Regions from separate parts of the Sus scrofa genome. Here all the other regions are linked to region 1. A link is a contact called in public Hi-C and HiChIP or PLAC-seq data. All regions are on one chromosome and are shown on one strand. The core of a region is the stretch at or near the end of the contact, and the rest is flanking DNA. Distances in the headings are between cores, read along the strand shown.

Region 1 (3,886 bases), core at 1,054-3,553:
GGTGAGAAGCGCCGAGGCCGGGCAGCGGGCCCAGGGCCCCGATCGCAAAGGCAATGACCCCTGCTCCCAACCTCCAGGCCCTGTGCACCCTCTCTCCAGGCCCCCCTTTTGCTTCTTACTCGTGCTCAACGCACCCTTTCCCGTGTCCACCAACCTGCTTCGGGGCCCTCGGGGTCGCCCTTGTCCTCGGGCTTCTGGGGCTCATCTTCGTCGTTCTTCTCCAGATCAATGTTCTCCTCCTCCTCCTCGTCCTCGCTGCGGTTCCGCGGCGTCCACGTCATCTTGTTCTCCTTCTTGAGGCGCCGACGCGCGTTGGCGAACCAGGTGGACACCTGGGTGAGGGTCATCTTGGTGATGATGGCCAGCATGATCTTCTCGCCCTTGGTGGGGTAGGGGTTCTTGCGGTGCTCGTTCAGCCAGGCCTTGAGCGTAGCGGTGGCGTCTCGGGTGGCGTTCTTCCGGTAAGCGGGGTCCCCGTACGGGTATGAGCCCAGGGGCGCCGCGTACGGGTGGTACCCCAAGGAGCCTGCCATGCCCGGAGTGTGGTCGTAAGGAGAGCCCTGCCAGGAACGGGCAGAGAGAAAGTGAGAGTGGGCCGTGGTCCTCGGGGCCACCTGGGCGACCAAGACGCACTTTCGCTGAGCCCAGGGGTCTTCGGGCTTCGAGGCCAGCACTCTGGCTTCCCCTGGGGTAGGGCTGGAGGGCTTAGACCCTGGGGGCAACCACTCCTCCCCCTCAGAAGGAAGAGGGGGCGCCAACTCCTGAGGCCAGTCCTTGGGGGCGCTTGGAGCTGTCCTGGCCTTGGCGGCACACGGTAGGCCCCTGTCTGCCTGAGTACGTCCGCCCCCCCGCAGTGCGGTCCCCGTGCGCAGATCCCGCCACCGCGGCCAGGCCCTCCGCCCAGCGAGAGGTCTGAGCAACGGCCGGCGACCCTGCGCTCGGCGCCCAAGTGGCTGCGCGTTAGGAGAAGAAGGGTGAGCAAAGGAAGTAATGGAATTTTTTCTCCCTTGCAGAGAAAGGCAAACGAAAAGCTATGCCTTGATCCGGCACTCCCGCCCCTCCAAAAGTGTTACCCCAAGCCGAAGCCGCGGTTCTTCTCCAGAAAGTGCACCCGGCCGAAAAAATCCCGGATGCACCGCAGCTCGGCCGACTTTTCAGAAATTTAATACCTCTAAATCGGATTGCGAAGATAGGATTACGGATTTGCAACATTTTGGAGGACTAATTAAAGGCGAGGCCAAACACATTTACACAGATTTAGCACGCTTCTGTTCAGATTTCGGATCTATTTCTTTTGAACTACTTTCCCCAAATGGCAAAACTAAAAAAAAAAAAAAAAAAATGAAGTAAAGTGTGCAGGGCGGCCTGGAGCTCACGTTTGAATCAAATGTTGCTCTTTAACTGCAGCGACCTCTCCCCCAAAACCCTTTCCGCCAACTCAGCGATCCCAGCAAGACGCGACTCTCCTTTCTGAACAATCCCTGAGCCCGAGGCCCGGGCGAAGCCGAGCGAGACAATCGCCCAAGTTTGCAGGGGCCGCGAGGCTTGGAGGGGCGGTCCGCCGCGGAGCCGAGACCAGTGTCCCCGAAGCCCCCGCCCCCCCGCGCGGCCCCAGCTGCCCTCGCCCTCCCCAACTCCTGCTTACTCACCACGTACGAAGAGAAGGCGGCGGCCGCCGCCGCCGCGGGGTCGGCGCCGTACTGGAGGTGCGAGTTGTAGCCCGGCGAGGGCGCCGTGAAGGCGGTGGAGCCGGCGTAGGGCGAGAACGCGGAGCCCGACGACGAGCGGCCGAGCTCATCCGTGCGGGGCCCCGAGATGACGCTGGTGCTGTACGCCGGGCACGAGTAGAGCGCCAGCGAGGCGGACGGCTGGTACAAGTAGCCCTGCGGATAGGACATGGCCACACACGGGCATGGGGCGCTCCGCGCCGCGGCCGCCAACGAGCCGGGCGGCGCCCTGCGAGGGCGAGCGGGCGGGCACCTGGTCTCCGGCTGCCCCGGGCCGCCGCTCCTCGGGCCCCGGTTCCCGGGCTCCGGCCCGCAGAGCCTCCTCGCTGGCTTCCCGCGCGCCTCCGGCTGCGACCGCCGAACCCGCTCCTCTGCGCGCCTCGCTCGCCCCAGCAGGGTTTCCCCCCTCCCTTGCTGCTTTCTCTTTTTCCCCCTCGCTCTTTGCACTGGGGGCTCTGCTTTTGGCTTCGCAAAGGTCCTGCCAAGATGCTAAGTTGGAAATTGAGGATTCTGACGCCTTGTGCGCGCCTGAAGCTCCTCCTTCCCGGGGTGTAGTCGGTGGGAGGACTGGCAGGAGCCTCTGGGCCGCCGCAGCCAACCCGGCCGCCAGGCGCGCCTCGCCCTCTCCCTCTTCCTCCCCGGCTCCCTCTCCCGCTCGCTGGCTCTCCCCTCGCCCCTCCCTCGCGCCCGCCTCTCCGCCACGGCCCTCCTTTCCCCCCTCCTCTTATGCCCCCCTCCCCTCCACGGTCTCTCCCTCTCTCTCTCTGACTTAGACTCTCGAGCGCCGGCCCCAGGATGACAATCACAACCAAGGCGCGCGGATCTCTTCCAACTTTCGTCCCCTTCTAAGTCGGGGTGGAGCGGCGGTTCCGACGCAAGGCAGGCCCTGGTGGCCTGTCCGCCTGTACCGAAGCACAAAGGGAACGACGCCGCGGACTGCGCGCCAGTGAACGCTCTGCTCTCTACGCCACAGTAAATCGCGGAGTTAGCGGATTTCTTGTTAGCCAGGAGACTGGGCTCCAAGGCGGATTGCTACCCACCCTCCCCTAGCTTTTCCCCCAAGCGAGGGGACCCGAGAGCGAGTTGTAGATCCGTAATTAGGGCCCCTAGGAGAGTCGTATGAATGCCAGAGTCCAGGACGCAGGAAGTCCAGGGTGGACTGTCCCCCTCCGCCAGCAGCAGCAGGTGGGCGAGAAACAGGCCTTGGACGGCTTCAGCCCGGGCTCCCTTCCACCAATTCCCTGCCAAACAGCGAGGGTCAGACACTGGGGACCTGGTACTAAGAGGGTAGCCTTTCTCCAGAGAGGTAGTGGGCAAGAGCCGTCAGGCGGAGAAGCAGCTACACAGGAACAGGTCTCCGGACTCTACAACACCCCCTCCCACCATGCCTCGCTGCCTCTTTCTTGGGGTTTTGCATCAGCCGCAGCTCGCCCCGCCAGGCCGGTGGTGGTGGTGGTGGACGGTGCGGGTCCCCTTCCCTTTCGCAGGAACTCTCGCACCCGCCCACGCTCCACTGCTAACGCTCCGCGGAGCACTAACCAACCCAACCACTGTTCAGCGAGCCGCTGGCAAGGCAAACACACACACACACACACACACACACAATTGAGTCACAGGCCGAGCCCTTGCCCACGAAGCCACACAGAATACAAAAGAGACCCTTTGCCTGTTTCTCCACCCCGCGCCTCCACAAGCCATAGACGCACTCGAACTCTGGGACAGACAGGCGCTGGTGAACCCGGACCGGGGCTGGCACAGTGGTGGGCACTCCGCTGAAACCCAGCAGATCAAGGACTTTGTGGCCTTCTATAATGAATGGGGTCACAGGCAAGCCGAAGTTTGACCATACACCAAATTTCCTACAATGACTCTGACAGGCGAGATTCACTTTATTTCCTGAACTCCAGCCCCGGCACACAAACCCACTCTGCACTCTCACTTGCCCAGCTGCTCGACTCCACGCACGCGCATTGACTCCTCCCCGTCAGCTTCCCTAGGCTCCGCCCCTCAGGCGGACGTTCTCTCACAGCCTCTCATTCCGCCCGGCTCCGGCCCTCCCTGCCTTCACCGCTGATTGGACGCTGGCCTCTACTGGCTCCGCCCTTCAGCGACGTGAGCCCGTTTCCTTCTGAGTCGGTGCGCCGAGGGGGCGGGGCGGG
Region 2 (3,793 bases), core at 527-3,026, 530 kb after region 1:
AGCGTTTAGCCCGGAGCCGCGGCAATACCGGGAATTTCAATCCCGCACTCCCCAAGCCGTGAAGGTGGGCGCCCGGATACGGGGATTTCAGGTTTGATGTAGGGAATATCCCACTGTAAAACTACAAGGCTTGCCTCCCATCCCCACCCAAGCGGGTGGGAGGATCCTCGCCGCAAGAAAACAGGTCGGTCTGGAGACCGGGGAGCAGAAGAAGGGGTAGTGTCGAAACGAAGAATCTCTACGGACCGAAAATTCCAATATACAAAGTTCTCCAAGCGCTCTCCAAAAGTTCCTGGGGCCTCAGCCACCCAGCTCCCTGCTCCGCCCCCACCCCACCCACCCCAGCTTTGGGCGCCCGTAGGCTCCACTGTCCTGACGTCGCTCCCCAGATCCCCGGGGAGTCCACCCTGCGGCGCCCACACCCGCGCCGGGAATCCGCCATTTCTAATGAGAGATTCGCACCCTGACAGCCGTGCGGCGTTAACGTGGTTAATTTCAAGGTTTGGTCCTCTGGAGTAGGGGGCTGCTTCGCCTCCCTGGGCAGTGAGATGGTCCTTGAAGACTGGACTAGAACGCACCCCGCCCGCGCACTCGGCAAGCTCCCACCCTACGCCTCTGAGAGTAGCCCGGAGTCAAGAGGTGCGAGCTGGAAAGGGGGCCCGGGCAGAGTAAAACCCCAGCGCCTGCCCGAGACCTGGTCTGGACCCGACCCAGGCCCCGCGCGCTGGAGCCGACGGAAAGGTACCGAGAGGCGGGAAGCTGGAGGGGCGAGCTGACCCTGTTCTAACCCCGTCCCCGCGCCTCTCGCTCCCCCTCCCGCCGCAGGCCAGAGGGGGCGGGAAGGGACTCTGAGAGTCCCTTCCCGCCCCGCCCGGCCCCGCCCTGCGCGCAGTATCCGCGGGGGTGGGCGGCCTAGCCTGCAGGCCGCCCAAGCGATTGGAGACTCGCGAAGGAGACGCAAGGAAAAGTCGAATAAGAGGGCGCAACGTCAGACCCGAGATTTGGGGAAGGGCGAGGGAGGGGGGAAGGGCGGAGACGGACACACGGACACAGATACAGACACGCACACCCCGCACGGCAGGCGCCCAAAGTGTCCGCAACTTTAGGCTGCCTTAGCTCAGGGCGCAGAGGCAAGGGACAGGGGTGCGGGGCGTGTAGTGTGAGTATAGAGAAATAGATTTTCAAAAGAAGAAATGGAGTGAAGAGAAGAGAAAGGGGAGAAAAGGGAATAGTAAGAAAAGGAAAGAGAAGGAGAAAGAAGAGTTTTGTAGTGTCCAGGAGCGCGAAAGAGCCCGAAGGAGCGGAAGCGGTCCTGGGGGAAAGAGGAGCGCTGAGAGGGAGGGGAGGGGAGAGGAAGGGCGAGGAGGGGGAGTGAAAACTAGAGGAGGGCGAAGGAAGCTCGGAGCGACACTGCTCAGGGAGAGGAGGGCAGTGAGGAGCGAGGCGCGGGCAGAGGCAGCTCCGGCTGCCGAGAGGAGGGAGCGCGGCGCAGAGAGGAGGGGCTTGCGGGCCCGTAGAAATGTCAATCAGAGCCCGGAGCCCCGGGAATCTCCGCCAATCTGTTCGGACCTGACCTGGCTCCTTGCCGCCGCCGCCGCCGCCGCCGCCGCTGCCGCCGAGCAGATCAATAGGCGAACGCGGAGTGCAGCGCAGCGCGGGAGGCAGCGCGGCCCCAGCCCGGCTCAGCCCCTGATGAGCGCCGAGCCCGCGGGCGGCGCTGAGCTGGGCGGCCCGGGGGGCCTGGCCCCCTCTCCGTCCGTGCCCCGCGGGCCACCATGTCCTTCCCCCAGCTCGGATACCAGTACATCCGCCCGATCTACCCGCCCGAGCGCCCCGGGGCCGCCGCCGGCGGTGGGAGCGCCGGGGCCCGGGGCGGCCCGGGAGCCGGAACCTCAGAGCTGGCCGCCTCGGGGTCCCTGTCCAACGTGCTCTCGTCCGTGTACGGGGCGCCCTACGCCGCGGCGGCCGCGGCAGCCGCCGCTGCCCAAGGCTACGGCGCCTTCCTGCCCTACGCGGCGGAGCTGCCCATCTTCCCGCAGCTGGTAAGTGCCCGGGGAGCCGCGGCTAGGGGGTTGGAGCTGGGGCGCCGAAGGAGGTGAGCCCGCGAGAGTAGATTAGCGGGGCCTGGGCCGGGAGGGTGGAGGCGGCGACTGCCAGCGCTCATCCGCGCTGCCTTGGCGCGTGTCCCTTCCTTCTCCTGTGCGTACAGGGCACGCAGTATGAGCTGAAGGACAGTCCGGGGGTGCAGCATCCGGCTGCGGCCGCCGGGTTTCCGCACCCGCACCCCGCCTTCTACCCATACGGCCAGTACCAGTTCGGGGACCCGTCCCGTCCCAAGAACGCGACCCGGGAGAGCACTAGCACACTCAAGGCCTGGCTGAACGAGCACCGCAAGAACCCCTACCCCACCAAGGGCGAGAAGATCATGCTGGCCATCATCACCAAGATGACCCTCACCCAGGTGTCCACCTGGTTCGCCAACGCGCGCCGGCGCCTCAAGAAGGAGAACAAGATGACATGGGCGCCCCGCAGCCGCACCGACGAGGAGGGCAACGCTTACGGGAGCGAGCGCGAGGAGGAGGACGAAGAGGAAGATGAAGAAGACAGCAAACGCGAACTGGAGCTGGAGGAGGAGGAGCTCGGGGGGGAGGAGGAGGACACTGGGGGCGAGGGCCTGGTGGACGACGATGAAGACGAGGAGATCGATTTGGAGAACTTAGACGGTACGGCCGCAGGGCCTGAGCTGGCCCTGACTGGGGCAGCGCACAGGGACGGCGACCTCGGCCTGGAATCCATTTCAGACTCCAAGAATAGCGACTCAGATGACAGTTCCGAGGGCTTGGAGGAGCGTCCACTGCCCGTCCTGAGTCTGGCCCCAGTGCCACCGCCGGTGGCCGCGGCTCTGCCATCTCCTCCTTCGCCCTCAGCGGGCCTGGACCCCTGCGCTGCTGCACCAGCGCCCGCCTCGGCCTTGCAGAAACCCAAGATCTGGTCCCTGGCCGAGACGGCCACAAGCCCGGACAATCCGCGCCGCTCGCCTCCAGGCGCGGGGGGTTCTCCCCCCGGGGCAGCCGTCGCGCCCCCAGCCCTGCAGCTCTCTCCCGCCGCCGCCGCAGCCGCAGCTCACAGACTCGTCTCAGCGCCGCTAGGCAAGTTCCCCGCTTGGACCAACAGGCCGTTCCCCGGCCCGCCGCCCGGCCCACGCCCGCACCCGCTCTCCCTACTCGGCTCGGCCCCTCCACACCTGCTGGGACTTCCCGGAGCCGCGGGCCACCCGGCTGCCGCAGCCGCCGCCTTCGCTCGGCCGGCGGAGCCCGAGGGCGGAACAGGTGACTGCTGAGCGCAGGATGCGGAGGGAGGGGGGCGAGTCTGGAGGTCGCGTCAGGGCTGGAGGAGTCGCACAGGTCCCCAGGGGCGCAAGGCGCCGACCACTCCGCGTCTGCCTCCCCGCGGGCCTGGGCGGCGGAATGGAGCGCTCTAAAAGCCCTCCTTTTTCTTCCCCGCTTCCCTTAGATCGCTGTAGTGCCTTGGAAGTGGAGAAAAAGTTACTCAAGACAGCTTTCCAACCCGTGCCCAGGCGGTAAGAGACCCCGTTCTGGGGAGGGGTGTTGGGACCGGCAGGCGGGGCGGGGGCGGGGGGGAGTGCAGAGGAAACTCGGGCTTTTGCCCGGGAGGGGTTGGTGGGGGAGCAGCTAGGACAAGCTTTTAAAAGGGAATGAAACACAACCCACCGTCGGCCCCGCGGGCCCAGAGATGTCTCCACAGTCCCAATCAGGCACCCGGGCTCGGCAAC
Region 3 (3,359 bases), core at 506-3,005, 980 kb after region 1:
GTAAGTTACTTTCCCTGTCAGAACCCTGACTATACACTTTCTAAAAGAGGGACAGTGATGTTTCAGATTCCAATAATCAATGAATTTTTGGTGAGTGCCTCCTTTGCTGTTCTCGGCTCTAGGGGTACATTGGTGAATGTAACAGCTAAGCTTCCTTCCTTCATAAGGCTTATATTCTAGGTAGAAGAAACAAATGGCCCAATAGATAAATCAGAAAATAAAAAAATCATTTTAATAACACTAATCGCATGAAAATAATATCTGGAGTTTCTCTTGTGGCTCAGCAGGTTAAGAACCCGACATGATATCCATCGAGGATGTGGGTTCAATCCTGGCCTCGCTCATTGGGCCAGGGATGGGGTGTGGCTGTGGCTGTGGCGTAGGCCTGGAGCTACGGCTCCAATTCAGTCCCTAGCCCGGGAACTTCAATATGCCACAGGTATGGCCACAAAAAGGAAAATAAAAAGATAAAACAAAATAAGGTAAAGTAACATAAGATAAAATATAGCTAATGGCTCAGAAGCATATACAATATGCCAGAAACTATTATGATTATCTCATACTATTGACTTAATTCTCATAATGAAGGAAACTAAGGTCATTATAACCATTTTATAGAGCAGAAAACTAAAGACCCAAAAGGTTAAGTAATGTGCTCAAAGTCACACAGCCAGTAAGTGGCAGGGCCAACCAAGATTGAAACCCAGACAATCTGACAGCAGAACCTCACCCTACAACTGCACCAAGTAAATTAACAAAAACAAAATGAATGATACAAGAGTTCCCTTTTCAGTGCAGCGGAAACAAATCCGATCAGTATCCATGAGGATGCAGGTTCGATCCCTGGCCTCACTCAGTGGGTTGGGGATCCGGCACTGCTGTGAGCTGTGGGTTGGAGACCCAGGTCAGATCCTGTGTGGCTGTGGCTATGGCGTAGGCCAGCAACTGTAGCTCCAATTCGACCCCTAGTCTGGGAATTTCCATATGTTGTGGGTGAGGCCCTAAAAAGCAAAAAAAAAAAAAAAAAAAAAAAAAAAAAAAGAATGACACAACAGAGGGAGATTGCTATAGCTTGGTTGGTCGGGGAAGCTACACTGAGCAGGTGTCATTTTAGGCAGGACTAAAATTACAAGAAAAAGCCATTCCCAGGGTAAAGATCTAAAGAGAGTGTTCCAAGCAGGAAGAATAGCTGGTACAAAGGCCCTGAGGAAGAATCAGGCTGGTGGCTTCCAGGGACAGAAAGAAGGCCAGCTGGTCTGAGCACAGTGGACAAGTTTAGGGAAGTACATTAGATGAGTTTCCAGATACAGGCAGAAGCCAGATCCTTCAGGGCCTGCTGGCCAGAGCACAATAATTTTTTTTTTTCTTTTCCTTTTTCTTTTTACAGCCACACCTGCAGCATATGGAAGTTCCCAGGCTAGGGGTCGAATTGGAGCCACAAGCTGAGGCCTACACCACAGCCACAGTAACACCAGATCTGAGCTGCCTCGGTGACCTACCCCACAGCTTGTGGCAACGCCAGATCTTCAACCCACTGAGCAAGAGCAGGGCTCGAACCTGCATCTTCATAGGCACTAAGCTGGGTCCTTAACCCACTGAGCCTCAATGGGAACTCCAGGGCACAAGGATTTTACTCTGTGTGTGCGATGCAGAGTCGCTGAAAGACTTTAAGTGGAGAGGTGATTCAATCTGCTTTCTATTTTTAAAGTCTGAGTCCAACTGACGTGTGGAGAATGGATTATGAGGAGGAGGGGGCTGTGCAAAGCTGATGCAGGGAGACCAGTGTGGGGGCGCAGAAGTCCAGGCAAGAGAGAGACGATGCCTTGGCGCATGGTGGTCGTAACAGAGGTGGGGAAAAGTGCAAAGGTCAGGAGGTGTTAGAGAGGAGACACGAGGATTGGACGAGGATGGCCAAACACCTGGTGGCATATCCGGCACGCAGCAGGCACGTGCAAATGTTCCCTGCCATCCCCGTCCAGCAGTACTGAATAAGAGGCTTGGGATAAAACTATAAATCATAGCCCACATGACTAAGCCTCTCTGACGCCCCCCGCCCCAGTTCCTCCAAAGAAGCCCAGTGCTTCAGAGAGACACTGGGAAGGCACCAGGTTCAAAACACAATGGAGAATTGATCTATTAAAGGAGCTGGACTGTTAAATTAAACCCGTTTCTGTGTGCCAAGCCGGAACACAAAGGGACCAGTCTTCTTCAACAATAAAGACCAGTTAAGAGGAGACTCCGGTTACACAATCTCCTCCTCTTCACCGTGAGGCACTTAGATGGAATTTTTTTTTTTTAATAGAAAAGACAAACTCTTGGGTAAATGTAATAATTGTTTCAATAATGTGCCCCAACCACCCAAGACGTTTAAAACAAGAAAGAAAGGCGGGGGGGGGGGGGGGCAGAAACTAGAAAATTGGGATTCTTCTATTACAGGATCGGTTCATTGCGGTCTCAAGTGCAGGTTCGATGGGACCATGGGACGATGCTGTTGGGGAGATCTGATGGCCTGATAGCGACTCAAGACGCAGAAGGAAGATTATCTGCCAAGTATTGAAAAAAGAAAGAAGCAAACAAGCTACCAAAATAAAACAATCAGAAGCTCCTAAGTTCATCAATGAAACCAACTGAAATAATTTTTCACAGGTTTCTTCTTAGGGCCACACCTGAGGCACAAAGAAGTTCCCAGGCCAGGGGTCAAATCGGAGCTACAACTGCCGGCCACAGCAACAGCCACAGCAATGCCAGGTCCAAGTCATGCCTGTGACCTGCACTACAGCTCACAGCAATGCCGGATCCTTAATCCACTGAACAGGGCCAGGGATCAAACCTGTGTCCTCTTAGACACTAGTTGGGTTCATAATCCACTGAGCCACAACAAGAACCCACCAAATAGGTTCTTTTTAGAGAAGGCTTTCCTCAAAAATGTCCCAAACAAACGGTCCTATGGTGACCTCAATCCTCTCAAAAACAGCACTTATCATACATTTTTTTCTAACAACAAAAAAAGCCAATTGATCTGTTACACACTAATAATCACCCAAAGCTGACAGAGAATCTCCTTGTGCTTCTTAAACTCAATATAACTGCAACAACACAACCAAAAGAAAAGATAAAAAAATAACTCAAGCCCCAGGAATCAGACCCTCGGTTGAGACAAGCCCAGAATAGGAGAGAAATGTCCTTCTCTCCACGGCCTCACTCAGGCAGTTCCAGCGTGAAGAGGAAATTACCCGTGAAGCTAAAACCAATGAAACTCTTATTCCAGTCTTTGGATTTTTAACCATTCAGGTCTTCCTCATTGTTCTAGTGCTGTGGTTTCACCAAGGATCTTCAAGATCAGTAATACTATTTTCATA

The links. Hi-C and Micro-C count contacts between places; a contact is called where the count stands out from the background. HiChIP or PLAC-seq counts read pairs in DNA pulled down with a chosen protein or histone mark.
Region 2: a contact with region 1 is called in a Hi-C map of epiblast stem cells, with 3 times the contacts expected there. The contact joins the promoter of LOC110261350 here to the promoter of IRX5 in region 1. A contact is called at or near these places in 17 of 47 Hi-C or Micro-C datasets (adipocytes, alveolar macrophages, brain and 11 more) and 1 of 2 datasets of contacts at active chromatin or transcription factors (skeletal muscle).
Region 3: an H3K27ac HiChIP or PLAC-seq map of skeletal muscle shows a contact between it and region 1, with 4 times the contacts expected there. The contact joins the enhancer-like site here to the promoter of IRX5 in region 1. A contact is called at or near these places in 9 of 47 Hi-C or Micro-C datasets (brain, embryonic fibroblasts, fetal heart ventricle and 4 more) and 1 of 2 datasets of contacts at active chromatin or transcription factors (skeletal muscle).

The regions. Positions count from the first base shown.
Region 1 is chr6:30,512,712-30,516,597 of Sscrofa11.1, forward strand. IRX5 (iroquois-class homeodomain protein IRX-5) reads right to left here and starts at 2,304. Exons shown (of 4, transcript XM_021094164.1): 1 at 1,650-2,304; 2 at 155-560. The coding sequence starts at 1,898. It overlaps LOC102165609 (a long non-coding RNA gene), which reads left to right and starts at 2,447. Exons shown (of 9, transcript XR_002344591.1): 1 at 2,447-3,886.
Region 2 is chr6:31,044,570-31,048,362 of Sscrofa11.1, forward strand. LOC110261350 reads right to left here and starts at 1,777. Exons shown (of 6, transcript XM_021097536.1): 1 at 1,763-1,777; 2 at 1,575-1,689. The coding sequence starts at 1,777. IRX3 (iroquois-class homeodomain protein IRX-3) reads left to right here and starts at 353. Exons shown (of 4, transcript XM_003126981.4): 1 at 353-2,042; 2 at 2,210-3,329; 3 at 3,514-3,580. The coding sequence starts at 1,776.
Region 3 is chr6:31,488,711-31,492,069 of Sscrofa11.1, forward strand. The region is part of intron 1 of FTO (fat mass and obesity associated); the gene reads right to left. Among named protein-coding and RNA genes, the nearest start is that of FTO, 74 kb to the right of the region's middle. Within about 2 kb of position 1,756, at least 9 of the 83 cell types and tissues checked have an H3K27ac peak or open chromatin away from gene starts, as enhancers often do. A contact at or near this core is called in brain and skeletal muscle, where this site is marked.